Linked DNA regions of Rattus norvegicus: all the other regions are linked to region 1. Evidence: chromatin contacts called from public Hi-C data. All regions are on one chromosome and are shown on one strand. Each heading gives the region's core, a stretch centred on a gene start, on an enhancer-like site or on the middle of the called end of the contact. The rest is flanking DNA. Distances are from core to core; before and after follow the strand shown. Region 1 has its middle 390 kb from the start of Myt1l. Region 2 has its middle 130 kb from the start of Eipr1. Region 3 overlaps Trappc12 (trafficking protein particle complex subunit 12).

What was found. Hi-C and Micro-C count contacts between places; a contact is called where the count stands out from the background.
Region 2: a Hi-C map of the A7r5 cell line shows a contact between it and region 1, with 2.3 times the contacts expected there. The contact joins two enhancer-like sites. A contact is called at or near these places in 2 of 12 Hi-C or Micro-C datasets (the A7r5 cell line and frontal cortex).
Region 3: a Hi-C map of frontal cortex shows a contact between it and region 1, with 4 times the contacts expected there. The contact joins two enhancer-like sites. A contact is called at or near these places in 2 of 12 Hi-C or Micro-C datasets (the A7r5 cell line and frontal cortex).

Annotation. Positions count from the first base shown.
Region 1 is chr6:51,508,488-51,512,884 of GRCr8, forward strand. No RefSeq gene overlaps it. Among named protein-coding and RNA genes, the nearest start is that of Myt1l, 390 kb to the right of the region's middle. Within about 2 kb of position 1,299, at least 10 of the 93 cell types and tissues checked have an H3K27ac peak or open chromatin away from gene starts, as enhancers often do.
Region 2 is chr6:51,248,806-51,252,944 of GRCr8, forward strand. No RefSeq gene overlaps it. Among named protein-coding and RNA genes, the nearest start is that of Eipr1, 130 kb to the left of the region's middle. Within about 2 kb of position 2,491, at least 23 of the 93 cell types and tissues checked have an H3K27ac peak or open chromatin away from gene starts, as enhancers often do.
Region 3 is chr6:51,057,929-51,061,745 of GRCr8, forward strand. It overlaps Trappc12 (trafficking protein particle complex subunit 12), which reads right to left. Exons shown (of 12, transcript NM_001398781.1): 8 at 2,871-2,944. Among named protein-coding and RNA genes, the nearest start is that of Adi1, 25 kb to the left of the region's middle. Within about 2 kb of position 2,218, at least 34 of the 93 cell types and tissues checked have an H3K27ac peak or open chromatin away from gene starts, as enhancers often do.

The DNA.
Region 1 (4,397 bases), core at 49-2,548:
CAGGGCCTTGAAGGTGTCTACCTTCTTCATGTTTTATGCTAAGGACAAATGAAGTTGCGATTTCAGGACAGGCAAATGACACGTTCAAAGTCAATACAGAGAACACTACATAGACTGAGGCTGATTGCTTCTGACTTCTACCTTCTTGGACCTGCTTCAGACATCAAATAGCTATGGCTGCACATGCCACAGACAGCCCAGGAAGGCCTGAGTGGACCTGCCTATGGGAGTACCCCTGAACCCATCCCTCAACGCACTCCATCCCAGCCTCCAGCAGTCCCACAGTTCACAGCTGCTCTGGACTAAGCAGCAAACTCAGGGAGGTCAGAAACCAGGAGAACCTGTTCACAGTGGGCATGGCCATCTTCTCGCTTCCTCTTTGGGTCTTGTTCTATTTGTGGGGGTTCTAGCTGGCCACGTTAGGTAGTTCCATTTAGGTCCATTGCCTGTCTTATAGAGGTTCATTCACTGTGTGACTTCAAGAAAATGCTCACATGATCAACAGGGAATGGTGGGGCTCAGTTTGTGGTGTGAGAAGCAGGAACTTTTTACTAGACACTGACTTAAGTAACAAGGGGCCATATTGCTAACCCCTGTCATAGAGTCCTCACTCCTCTTCCAAGGAGACATCCCCTCAGTCTCTAGTAACAACTGACCTCAGCAATATGTGTATATTGGTGTCTAAATCTTGTGCTCTTCAAGGTTTATCTCTAGAGATCTCAGAGGTCACACTAGTGTCATGACTGACTGCTCTGTGCAAGAGCTGACATCGGGCCACCTGCCCAGTGTATAGCAGTAGCCCAGTGGCCACAACCAAGTCTTTTCCTGAGCAACTCCAAGGTCTTAGGTCAGTGCCTCTCAGGACAGGAATGAGCCAGAACGATTTGGAGCATCCTTTACAGGTAGTGAGGTTAGCAGGCCACAGCTTTCCTGGGGATGGCAGTAGGGGTGGGGGCAAGGGTAGGGTAAGGATGGGCCTGCTGCCCTACGTCTACTCTGACAAGGTCCTTGCCCATTCCCACTTGGCCCACACCCGCCCAGCACCATCTGCCTGCTCCCGACTGGCACTCTGTCAGCTTCACAGCACTGCAATGAGTTTGGAAAGCTGGAGCGTGGCTTAGCAGAGGGTGAATCTAAAATTCTTCTTCTGCCTGCACCCCCTCCTCCCTAGGCCCCCCACTCCCCCTCCTTGCTCCCCTCCACAACCAATTTATCTGCCAGTCCAGCCTACATGCAGAGCCGGGGCCAAGTTGGCTGCTTGCCCATGCTTATCAGACGCCGTGGCCAGATGGCAGGAGAGCAGCCCATGGCAGGCAGGACAGGGCTGGGAAGTCCCTGTGTGCAGAGAGTGCTCACTGGGGAGGCAGGAGGCCAGAAGGTTTTCTAAGTTGCAAAGGAGGTAGGGGGAGAGGGACACTTCATCCCTGAGGGAGTCAATGGACTGTGGAGTATGTTTATGTAAACACAGGTGCACATGTGTGTGCATATGCGCCCTTATGTGGCTGTACACATTTGGGTGTATGCATGGTACATGTGCTTTTGCACACATGAACCACTCGTGTGGGTGTGAGCATATGTGTACATTCCTGGTGTTGTGGAGAAAGGGCAGGAAGTGGGGACTGGAAATGTCCTGTGGATCTGAAGTCCTAGAAGGCGTACCACTCATGGCCCACTCTGGCACTAGTGTGCATAGTCGGCTGCATGCTTGGTTGCTTGTCCTGCTCCAACCAGCTGTACTGGCTACACTGGAGACTGCCCAGTCTAAGCTGAGGCTAGCTTCTCTGGCTGGGGAGGGGCTCCCAGCTGCTGGCCAGAGGCAGCATGCATATCAACTCGTTGGTTCATTCCAGATTCTGCAGGTGTCCTCTCTGAGCCCACACCTTTGAAAAGTAGGACAGTGTGAGAACTGAGAAGAAGCTTGCTTGCCACCGTGCAGAGAGAAAGGAGTGTTCAAGGTCACTTGTGGTAGACTCATTGAGTTTCCTTCTAGATGGCCTTTCAGGGGATTGGACAAGGGAGGCCCCAGCTTCCTGGCCTCCCTAGTGCTACTCAGCGGTCTACCCTACACCATTGGTGACTCCAACCCCCAGAGTCTGTTCATGTCCTTTCGATCCTGTGCCAGTCCATCCTGGGTGGTTTGGCCTCTCCCCAGTAGATGCCCTATTTTTGCTTGGGGCTCTGCTTTCTTTGCCCCTATGCTGTACACTGTTGGAGAGTCACAGGCCACTCAAAACCTGCAGTCAGGGCCATTCCTGACTTTCTCCCCAGTTGTACCTGCTTCTCTATTCAGATTCTGGTAGCCTAACTCCTCTCCGCTAGTCTGAAGCAGAATATAAACAGGCCTCGACCACTGTCCATGGCGCCTTCCACAGTTCTCAGGTCTCTCACAACCAGGTTTTGCTCATCTCTGTGACCCTTCAGGAACTACATTTCATTCATTCTTCAAACGGTTCTAGGTAAGAATTCTTTCTTATGGTACAGATAGAATCCTTCTACCTGCTGCTTAAAGTTCATGCACAGTGCCTCATAACCTCAGAAACGCCCTGTTCTGGGGCCTCCATGATACCCACCTGCTCCCTTCATAGTGCTCCACCTCCTCCTATGTGCTCCACATGGACCGGCCAGGATCCACGTTCAGGCCTGCCAGGCTCCGGCTGAGCCTCAGCTCTTCACTCCACTTCAGTCTTTCACGCCATGGACAGGCTCCCTCCTTCTTTTCAGGTTCAAAATTGTCTTATGTTACCTCCTCTCTGTGCCCTAGGGGGTTACTCACAAGGTATTTGTATTTCGACCACAAAAGTGTGCCACCCCTCCACTTCATTCACACAGGCCACACCTGCCCCTTGTCTCTCCCCTAACTCAGGTTCAAGGCTCTGCTTGGCCACAGAAATGCCCTCTTCTCCTTGGCCTGTCTCTGACCACCGAACTTCCTGTTCTGTCTGAGGCATCACAAAGTACCTCTCTTTGGGAAAGAGAGATACTTGATGTCTATGCTTATGCATTTCTCTCCTGTCCCCTCCACTAGGGGGCGATTTGTTTTCTGTTGGGGCGATTTGTTTTCTGTTCTGCAATAACCAGCTACTGGTATGAACATGCCTAACCTCAGGTCTGTTTTCACCGAACTTAAATTGCCTTAAATTTTCTTTTATCCTGATGTACCTACAGATTCTAGAGCCCAGATGCTTCGGTGTAGGCCAGTGCTTGGGAATCTTCATTCCTAGGAAGCAAAGCATTGTGGGAGGGCAGACATCTTGGGTCCTCCCAGGAAGTAGTACACAGTCAGTGCTGCCATTGCACGACGCATAGGTGATTCCCACAGGCAGCTCGTGCTTTGTAGGCTGGTAACTACGAGAAAAATGAGGCCCTTCTCACAGCGGCCATCATGCTGGTGAGACGTAATGGCCTGTGTTGCTTTAGCCTGCATCCCAACAGTACTATAATGGAGAGAGCTTCTACTTTAAAGTGGGAGGGATGGACATATTCCAACCATAGCAGACTATCCACCTGTTCCCAGGCTGCTTTGGGAGCTAGCAGTCAGGGTCCTGCCATCCTGACGTGTCTTCAGCAAGGGCTTACTTTTCTCTGAAGAGGGAAAGGAGGTCCATACCTGTCCATGGTGAGTCTCATTTTTGAGTATGTATCTATGTTATGTGTGTACATGTATTTGTAGGGAGTGGGTTATGAGTACACATCTGTTCATGGAGACTCATGAGTCATGGATTGAGCAGGGACTATCATCCTGGGGGTTCTTCCATAGGCTTGTCTCTCCAGCTGCCTCCTGACTAGTCCCTTCGAGAATTCTTATTTGTTCATTTATATGTGGGGTGTCTGTGCAGCACGGGTGGGACCTGTCAGTACTGTAGGTTCAATGTTGTGTGTGGACAAAAAGAGCTTGAAGGAAGATAGTGAGATCACACGCACACGCACACGCACACGCACACGCATACATACACTCACGAACACACACACACACACGCATACACACACACACACACACACACACACACACACACACACACACCCCAGATGATGGAGGTATATAGTCCTGCCAGCCCTAGAGGTCATACCCAGGTCCCCTGAGACAGCAAAATTTACCCGAGACCTCCATGTCTGATGTATAGCAGAGAGCAAAAAGTCGGCATCAGCTTCACCTTTGTGCAGAGAGGATCCCAGCGTCCAGAATCCACTTAGGCCACTGAGGCAGCCAGAGAACTCTGAGACCGAAGAGGGGATAGGGCAAGTTGAGATCTGTCTGTATTTAAAGAAATAGGAGAGGAGGTGAGGAAAAGAGAGAGATAAAGGAAGGCCCCGAGTCTGAGGAGAATCGTTCACTGAAGTTCTTTGATGCTCAAGTCCTTTTGAGTGGGGACTTCTGCTTCCTGGTTAACTGTTTCAGG
Region 2 (4,139 bases), core at 1,241-3,740, 260 kb before region 1:
TTCAGAGACACCCCTTTCAGGGTTGGGAGACTCCTTTCTGCCCCTCTTCATGGAGAACTTTTACAGGAACAGAGCTGAATTTTGTTGAATGCGTCCAGTGTCCACTTGGTGAGATTGTGTGGTTTCCCTCGGTTTGTTCACATAGTGGATGGCTGACTGATTGTTATGTGCCCCAGAAAGGCCCCCTTTGCTGACATCTGCTGTCCTAACCCAGCTCCACTGGTTTCAGTTGCTAACATTGTGCCAAGGAGTTTGGCATTTACATCCATGAAGGCTGTGTTTGGTTTCCTCGTCTGCATACTGGTGACACCAGCAGTGCTGGACTTGTGAACTCAGTACTATTGTGGGCTAATATATTTCACTTCCCCCTTAGGCATTGGCAGAATTGCAGCAAAACCATCTGGGCTGGGAGTTTTCTTGGTCAGGAGTTTCAAATTACCTAGTAGGTCCTTCCTTATTATTATTTTTAAGTGTGTGTGTGTGTGTGTGTGTGTGTGTGTGTGTGTGTGTGTGTGTGTGTAGTTGTGAATGTGAGTGCAAGTGCCCACTGAGGCCAGAGAAGGATGTTGGATATCCTGGAGTTGGAATTACAGGTGGTTGCAAGGCTGCAATGTGGATGCTGGGAGCCAACCTCTGCAAGAGCAGTTCATTCTCTTCACCGCTGCCCTGAGTCTCCAGCCCTGCCCTGCTGGGTTCAAAGGCTGTGCTTTGCTTTGCCTCCCTGTCTTCCTAATGAGATTGACCATATGCAACTGTCTTTGACATCTTTAGCTTTTTCCTGTAATCTGAAGTCATTGGCTGAAACCATCTGGGACTTCGATTTTTTTCTTCCTATGGTTTGTATTTTCCTCCTCCGACATCTCCGTGGTGTAAATGCTGTTTCTCTGCAGGTGTTTGAAGCCTTTCTGTTTCTGCCATGTTCACCTTCAGCTCTGGAGCACTGTGATCAAGCTGAATGTAGATGGATAGATAATTCAGACATCGAATGCATCTCAAGGTTGGCATGTGCTGGCTGTCCTTAACTCTGAGAACCTGATTTTCCTGACTCCTAGGATGCAAAGTAATGTTAGATTAGATCCTGTGCATACTGTGTTGTGAGATATGAGTTCTCTTTAAGTCTGTGGTTTCAACCAAGGGTGTTCTTGCCTCCCTCAGGACTTTTGGGAATCTTTGCAGACAATTTTGAATGTCCCAGTTATGGGGTGTTACTGGCATCTAGTGGATAGAGATCAGGCATGGCGTGCCATATCCTGGAGCATACATAGCAAACAGTCTCGGCTCACAGATACTCAGTCAGAAATACAAACCATGCATATGCTAAGAAACCCTTGTTTAAAGCTGGAGGAGGTGGGCTCCAACTGTGAGGACTGTCTCCCATGATGCAAGGTGATTTTGATGTGTGCTGTGGCTGTTTTAGCCTAATCTTCAGCGTAATGGTGTTTGGAAATGAGGCCGTGGGTGGTGTTCCCATCACAAGATCAGTGCCCTGATGAGGAGAGAAGCCAGGGTGATCTGTCTGTCTGTCTGATTAAAGACATGTGCTGTCTGGAGCCAGAGAGGAGGGCCCGCCAGCACCTGGCCCTGCTGGCATTCTGGTCATGGATTTGCATCTTGAAGGACTATAAAATGTCAGCTTCTGCTGACTAAGATGCTGGTCTGCTGTGTTTCGTAATAGGGCCCGGTCTGATAAATGCATTGTGCTTCTCTGGGTCTGCTGCAGATAAGCACAGCTTGCTAAGGAAACCTGTGAGTCACATCAGAGTCCCTGTGCACTCTGCAGTTCAACCGATGGCTGCGGTCAGTCCAAGTGGGAGAGAAAAGCAAGAGGAACACAACGGGAGTTCCCACTTGTGGCCACATATGTGTGCCCCATGGCCCTGGTCCTAAGCTCAGGCCAGTTGAGTGCAGAGTGCCTTGGCTCCAAGGCACTGTAGCAGTCACACATGGGGACTCGGGCCTGTCCCTAGGCCCTGTAGGAGGTCTGTGAGTACTGCCTGGCCACAAACCATCTGAGTTTCAGGCTGAGTGAGAATGAAGCATGCATTAGTTTGTTACCCTAATAAACATGGTGTCCTGGATGATCTGAGTCTCTCCCTGACTTGACCACGGAGTGCAGCATCAGAATGGTGGTGAGGTATTGTTATCTCTTGTCTCCATTAACCCCCATCAAACAGGTCCATTGGTCTGACCCACAGATTTCACTTACAGTTTTTCCCCCCCCTTCGGTACTGAGAGAGAAACCCAAGCCTTCTCTGGAAGGTCTGAGCAGATGAGGTGTCGCCCTTATCATAATTCTTGGCACACTCTGCTGAGCACACAGAGAAAAATCGTTAGTTACCCTTCGCTTTGACAGAAGTATCATTTTTGCAGTCGAGATCTGCAGATAATTAAAAAGCGCATGGCTCCCGACTCCCCGTCACTGCCTTCCCTCTGATGATGCAGTGCCCTGAATAGAATCATTCTCAGGCACTCTGACTGACAGCTGGAAGGATCTAGCCCATCCACCGGGGAGTGCTAGCTCTGTAGACGGGGTTTCCTGGCACAGCGCTGGGGGAAGCAGCACACAGCCTGCCCAGATCACTTGAGCGATATGGTTTAGTGAAGCAAAGAGAGCCACTGAGAGAAGACAGCTCTGTCCAACCTTTGATTTGTATGCTGGCTGCCAAAACTCCTTTAAAAACCCATGTCGTGCTGGTGGAGGGAAGTCACTCACCTGAATGATTCTGTTAGCCATTAGTGTTGCACCAGGCTTTGTTAAGGGAGCCTGTGGTGAAACTGTTCTCTCCAGCACCCCCCTCGCCCCCACCTCTAGGGAAGAGAGGAGACAAAACTGAAGATCGGTATCCTGGACAGCGGTTTCTAGTCCTAGCTGACTACAAGAGCTTATCTTTGCCACCCATTCCGGGGCCCAGCCAGAATGCAGATCAGACTTCATTTGCAAGGTCAGAGAAATCTGTATTCCCTGCTTTAAGAAGCCTTCTTAGTTTGCTACAATTACAGGTTCACAGGTAAGAAACAACAGGGAGGGCTCGTAGATTCTTCACCCAGATTCTCTCCATAAAACATACAGTAATCTGCCTTGTAAGATCATTGCAGCTAGACTACCAGCTCTAATACAAACCACCTCCCCCTACGCAGATTCCCCTGCCTGGCTGTGTGTGGTTCTACACTATTTTCATGTACTTTGTAGTCAAGAGGCACAGTTACTTATGACCACCCACCCTGTGCCTGGGATGGGGTCAGTGCATGAGGATCCTACAGGTCACTACAGAGGGACTGTCCACCTCTCTATTAAAGTGGAGTGGGGTACTGTCAGTGGCAAAGAGAGAGCAAGAGTGAGCAAACAAAAAGACACTGGAGAAGTACCACTGGCCATGACTCTGGGGCAGTGCGTGCCAGGTGTTGGTGGGCACAGATGGTGGTGGCTGCTCTCTACCAAGCACTTCTTTGAGGAAGCATGAAAGAGATACAGGTGTGTCTACTACCGAATGAGTGAGTATGTTGAGGTCTCCACTTTCAATGGCTCTAACCAGGCTATTGCTACATCTGTAGAGCTCTGCTGGCACATGGTGGTGGCCGGCAGAAGCATTCTCATGGCACCAGAAGGGTATTAGGCACTGCAGGATTTGGTGTCTGTTGTCACATACTTCCTGGGTCATGTATGAGAAGTTCAATTCATCACTCTGGTTGCCATGGCTATTGATCGGTCCGTGTTGTTCATATTGTAGCATGTAGGTCCCAACATACCAGTGTCCAGTGTTCTCTTATAAGTTGATGCATGGTCTTTTGCAGTGACTGGTACATATTGCTGGCTTTAGCGTGATGCTAGCGTGGTTAGTGTGGTACGAATGTAGGTTTGGCATGGTTAGTGTGATGTTAGCATGGCTAGCATGGTGCTGGCATGGGATTAGCATGGTGAGGCTGGCATGGGATTAGCATGGTGAGGGTGTGGGTTTGGCATGGTTAGTGTGATGTTGGCATGGCTAGCATGGTGCTGGCATGGGATTAGCATGGTGAGGGTGTGGGTTTGGCATGGTTAGTGTGGTGTTGGCATGGCTAGCATGGTGCTGGCATGGGATTAGCATGGTGAGGGTGGTACTTGTGTGGTGCCAGTGTGGTACTAGCATTGTTCTAACCTG
Region 3 (3,817 bases), core at 968-3,467, 450 kb before region 1:
CAGGCCATCTTGACCTGGGCTCCGTTCTGCTCACGATGCTTCTGACAGACAGCTGTGGACAGAGCCAGGGTAGGAGCATGGGGGCCGGTATGCCTCAGTAGAAGCCTGCTAGGATCCTAGGCTTTTTGATTGGCACTCTTGCCTTTCAAACTTGCCCAGGGTCAGGGGTACTTGCTACTGAGGATAGCCCAACAGAAAAGAAACAGGCCATAAATATACCCATTACATATAATTTTTTTTTGAGACTGAGTCTTACTGTATGGTTCTGTATTAACTATAATTATACAGACTCAGTTGGTCTTGAACTCCAAGAGATCCATCTGCTTCGGTCTCCCATATTGGGATTAAAGGTGGGTACCACCATGCCCAGCTTTGATAGGATTTTACAGCTCTCCTAGGAGGCAGGTTAGATCCATAGGGTTCAGACTGATCAGAGAAAGCAGCAGCAGAGAAGGGATTGTCACGTAGGTGCCAGCAGCAACAGTGCTAGCATTTATCAACAAGCCTGAGAGGTCGGGGCGAGCTTGTTAGAAGGCGTATTTAGGGCTGCTGAGGACTTCTAGTTGGTTACTATTCAGTGAAATCATTCATTCTGGGAACCTGGACGGCAGCTGACAACAGCTTCTTGGGGAGTACCCACTCTACTCTTCTGACTACACCCACCTGCCCTTGAATAGAAATACAGACACTCATATGTGGGTAAGATTCATCCTTGCCTGACTTGTACCTAAAAACTTCATTGGCTGAGTGACTGCTAAATCACATTAATGGCTGCTTTGTTGCCAACAAAGGCTTTATGAGGTGTGACCTAAGCAAACAGGAGGCACCCTGTGTGTGGCAGAACAGAAGCCACAGCAGTCAGAATGTTGTGTGGGAGGTAAGGGGATGTGAAGCTGAAGAGTGTCCTGGTTCACTCTAGTGGCACAGGTATCTTAAGGCTCCTGTGAGACCCAAGGATATCACATGCAAGAACAGAGGGCTTTGTCTTGCAAGTGAGTATTCCTGGAAATATATTGTGGGACACTCAGAACTGGAACACATGAGCAGATTTCTTATCATTAAAAGACTGATTAATTAGGTCATTGTTAGCTAGCACAGGCCCCGCTATGCAGCCCAGCTACTGTGGTAATACTGGTTATGTCCACTAGATGGCAGCAGAACGCATGTGCTCGCATCCACTTCACTCAGAACATTTCTTTCACCCCTTTAACTCATGAAAAATCAAGATTAAACCAAACTTTTAATTTAAATTACATCCACTGTGGAAGTATTTTTGAGACATGATAATCTGTCCCGTACTGAGTCTTGGGTGACAGGATGCCACAGGCAGACGTTTGGTGCCTGCCTGTGCCTACACTACTGATGGTATCACTACTGCAGTAAAACAAAGAAACGCATTTTTATTACACTACTTTCTAACACAGCATCTCAGAAATGCAAGCTGAGTGCCCTGCAGCAGAGCAGTGACTTCCTCCCTGAGGAGCTTCAGCTTGTGGTTGGGTACCACCAGTGCTGTAAGCCTAAGCAGGCTTGGCAACCAAGACTCAGAGACGCCCAGGAGACACTGGATGCTCACTGTGTTTTCTAAGGTTGCCACTGGCCACAGCAGTGCTGAGAGGCAGGCCTGTACAGGGGGCAGTGGGACAGAAAGAAGCAGGCCCCTCTTGGCTGAGGGCGGCAGCACACGGGGAGGTGGGGCAGGCTCTGCAATGATGTCACCAGGGAGGCAGCGGAGAGAAGAGACCAGAACAAAGTGGCCCTGCAGGCAACAGACCATGTGCAAATGTCTCAGGCACAGAACTACAAAATCTGTAATGTGTTCAGAAGTGGGAAAGAGCTATGAGGACGATGGCTGGGAGAGATGCTAGGAAACCTGTTCTTCCTGTGTCAAGGTCACCTACCAGATGAGCCTGTCTACACCCAATGTCACACATCACACGTCTGCAGAGGTGCAGAGGATGCACACTGTCCTATGGCTGGGCTGTGGCCACACACTTTCCTGCCAAATGCAAGGAGATGGCCGCATGGAGGGCTGCCAGTCGGGCTAAAGCGAGGGGTACGTCTTTCCACTTGGTAAGCTGCCCGCTGGCGGACGCTCAGTCAGAGCAGGATGACCTTGGCTGTGGGAGGAGTGATGAGCTGTCTCACCACAGCTCGGAAGGTGTTAAAGGCACTGCTCTGGGCGTCTGCTGCTGACAGATTCTGTGGCGGCTTCAGTGCCTGCAGCTGGCAGCAAGGCCGCCAGCTCTGTGGCAGGCCCCCCGTGCCCAGGGCGGGAGGCAAGCCAGGCATGGGACGTATTCAAAATGAGAGAGAAGCCTGAAGACACGGCTGCCTGCGCTGGCAGGGCCTGGGTGGAGAATAGACTGGAAATACAGTGACTGACAGCCCGGCTGGGCTCCCTGATTCACACTGGCTCCTCAGGTGCAAAGCTCAGAGAGAGCTTCTCACAAGTGGGTCTGGTGGGAAAGCCTGCCGTCAGATGTCAAAACCATCAATCATTTAAAAAAAATGACCCTCACACTAAAACAGGCAGAACAAAGGACACTTTTCTGGATGGAGTTCAGAGGAAAACGGGGGGGGGGGGTGGTGGTGGTGGTGGAATGAGCAGTTTTAATTAGAACATTTAGACCTAGGCCCGTGCAATTAAATTCAGTAATATAAACTGTTTTCTGTGGAAATTTTAAAGTGACAAGTTAGGCCCCCAAGTGAGAGTTAACTCTACTGAGCAATCTAGGCCATGATGAACACTGCCGGGGCCCACGGCTCACTTCCTTGTCAGGCCTGTCGGAACACACAGCACCTCTTGCAGCCTCCAGCTGACACTGTCTGCTAGAACAAGGTGCACTACAGCTCAGCCGCCCACATACCTTCATCAGGAGCAGACAGTTTGCCATGGAGTACAGCACTCGGCCCAGACGAGACCTCCACAGCTGAACAGAGGCTGCAGGAGAGAGAGGTGTGAGTGTGCACAAGCAACTGTGCTCCTGCGAGCGAGCTGGCAACTGCCGCACCCCATGTGCTGGAACGAAGCCCCCGCCTCCCAGTCTATCCTCACCAGGTCTCACCCTATGCTTCACTGGACACAGGAGACAGTGTTCTCAGTGGGATGCCCAGAGTGGGCTCCCATAAGAGACCATCTGCACAGACGCAGCAGGAAATACAGCCCAGCTTAGACAGAGGCCAAGCAATAATCGGGAGCCCACAACCCTACTCCTGTGAGCATGTCTGATGCAGACACAGCACGTCTGCTGCCCAGGGTCGAGGCTGACCCATGCACACAGCCCGCCTGTGTCCAGCAGCTGCATGGAAGCTGGGTTTAGTGGCAGTTTTGTCTCTGCAGCCTGGAACGGACCACTTTCCTAGGCCTTTAGTTTCAGATAGGAACAACACTGGTCTGCCTTTCTCACAGGCTTTACTGAGGGTGGACACCGGTAGTGGCCACAAAAATGCTCCATGGATAGAAGGATAGAAGCACTCCCACTCGAAGACAGGATATGTCTGGTAGCCACAATTATGGATGCAGCAGACAAACAGTGCACCTCTCTGCTCAGGTCTGATACCAACCATCTCCTGGTTCAGAACCTTCTCTGACCATCTCTTCTTTGGTTCTCAAACTGGCTCTATGTGAACTCACTGTGCTTGGAATGATCCCTTCATAGACATTTGATGTGAGGGGAGGGCTGACTGATCGTTCTTGGGATCATCAGGAGTAAGAGCTGAGGTGCACTGCCTGCATCAACTCGGGCAAACAGATAAGTCTCAGAGTCTAGTTATCAGCAGGACATACTCACGTAAATGCACACACATGCATGCA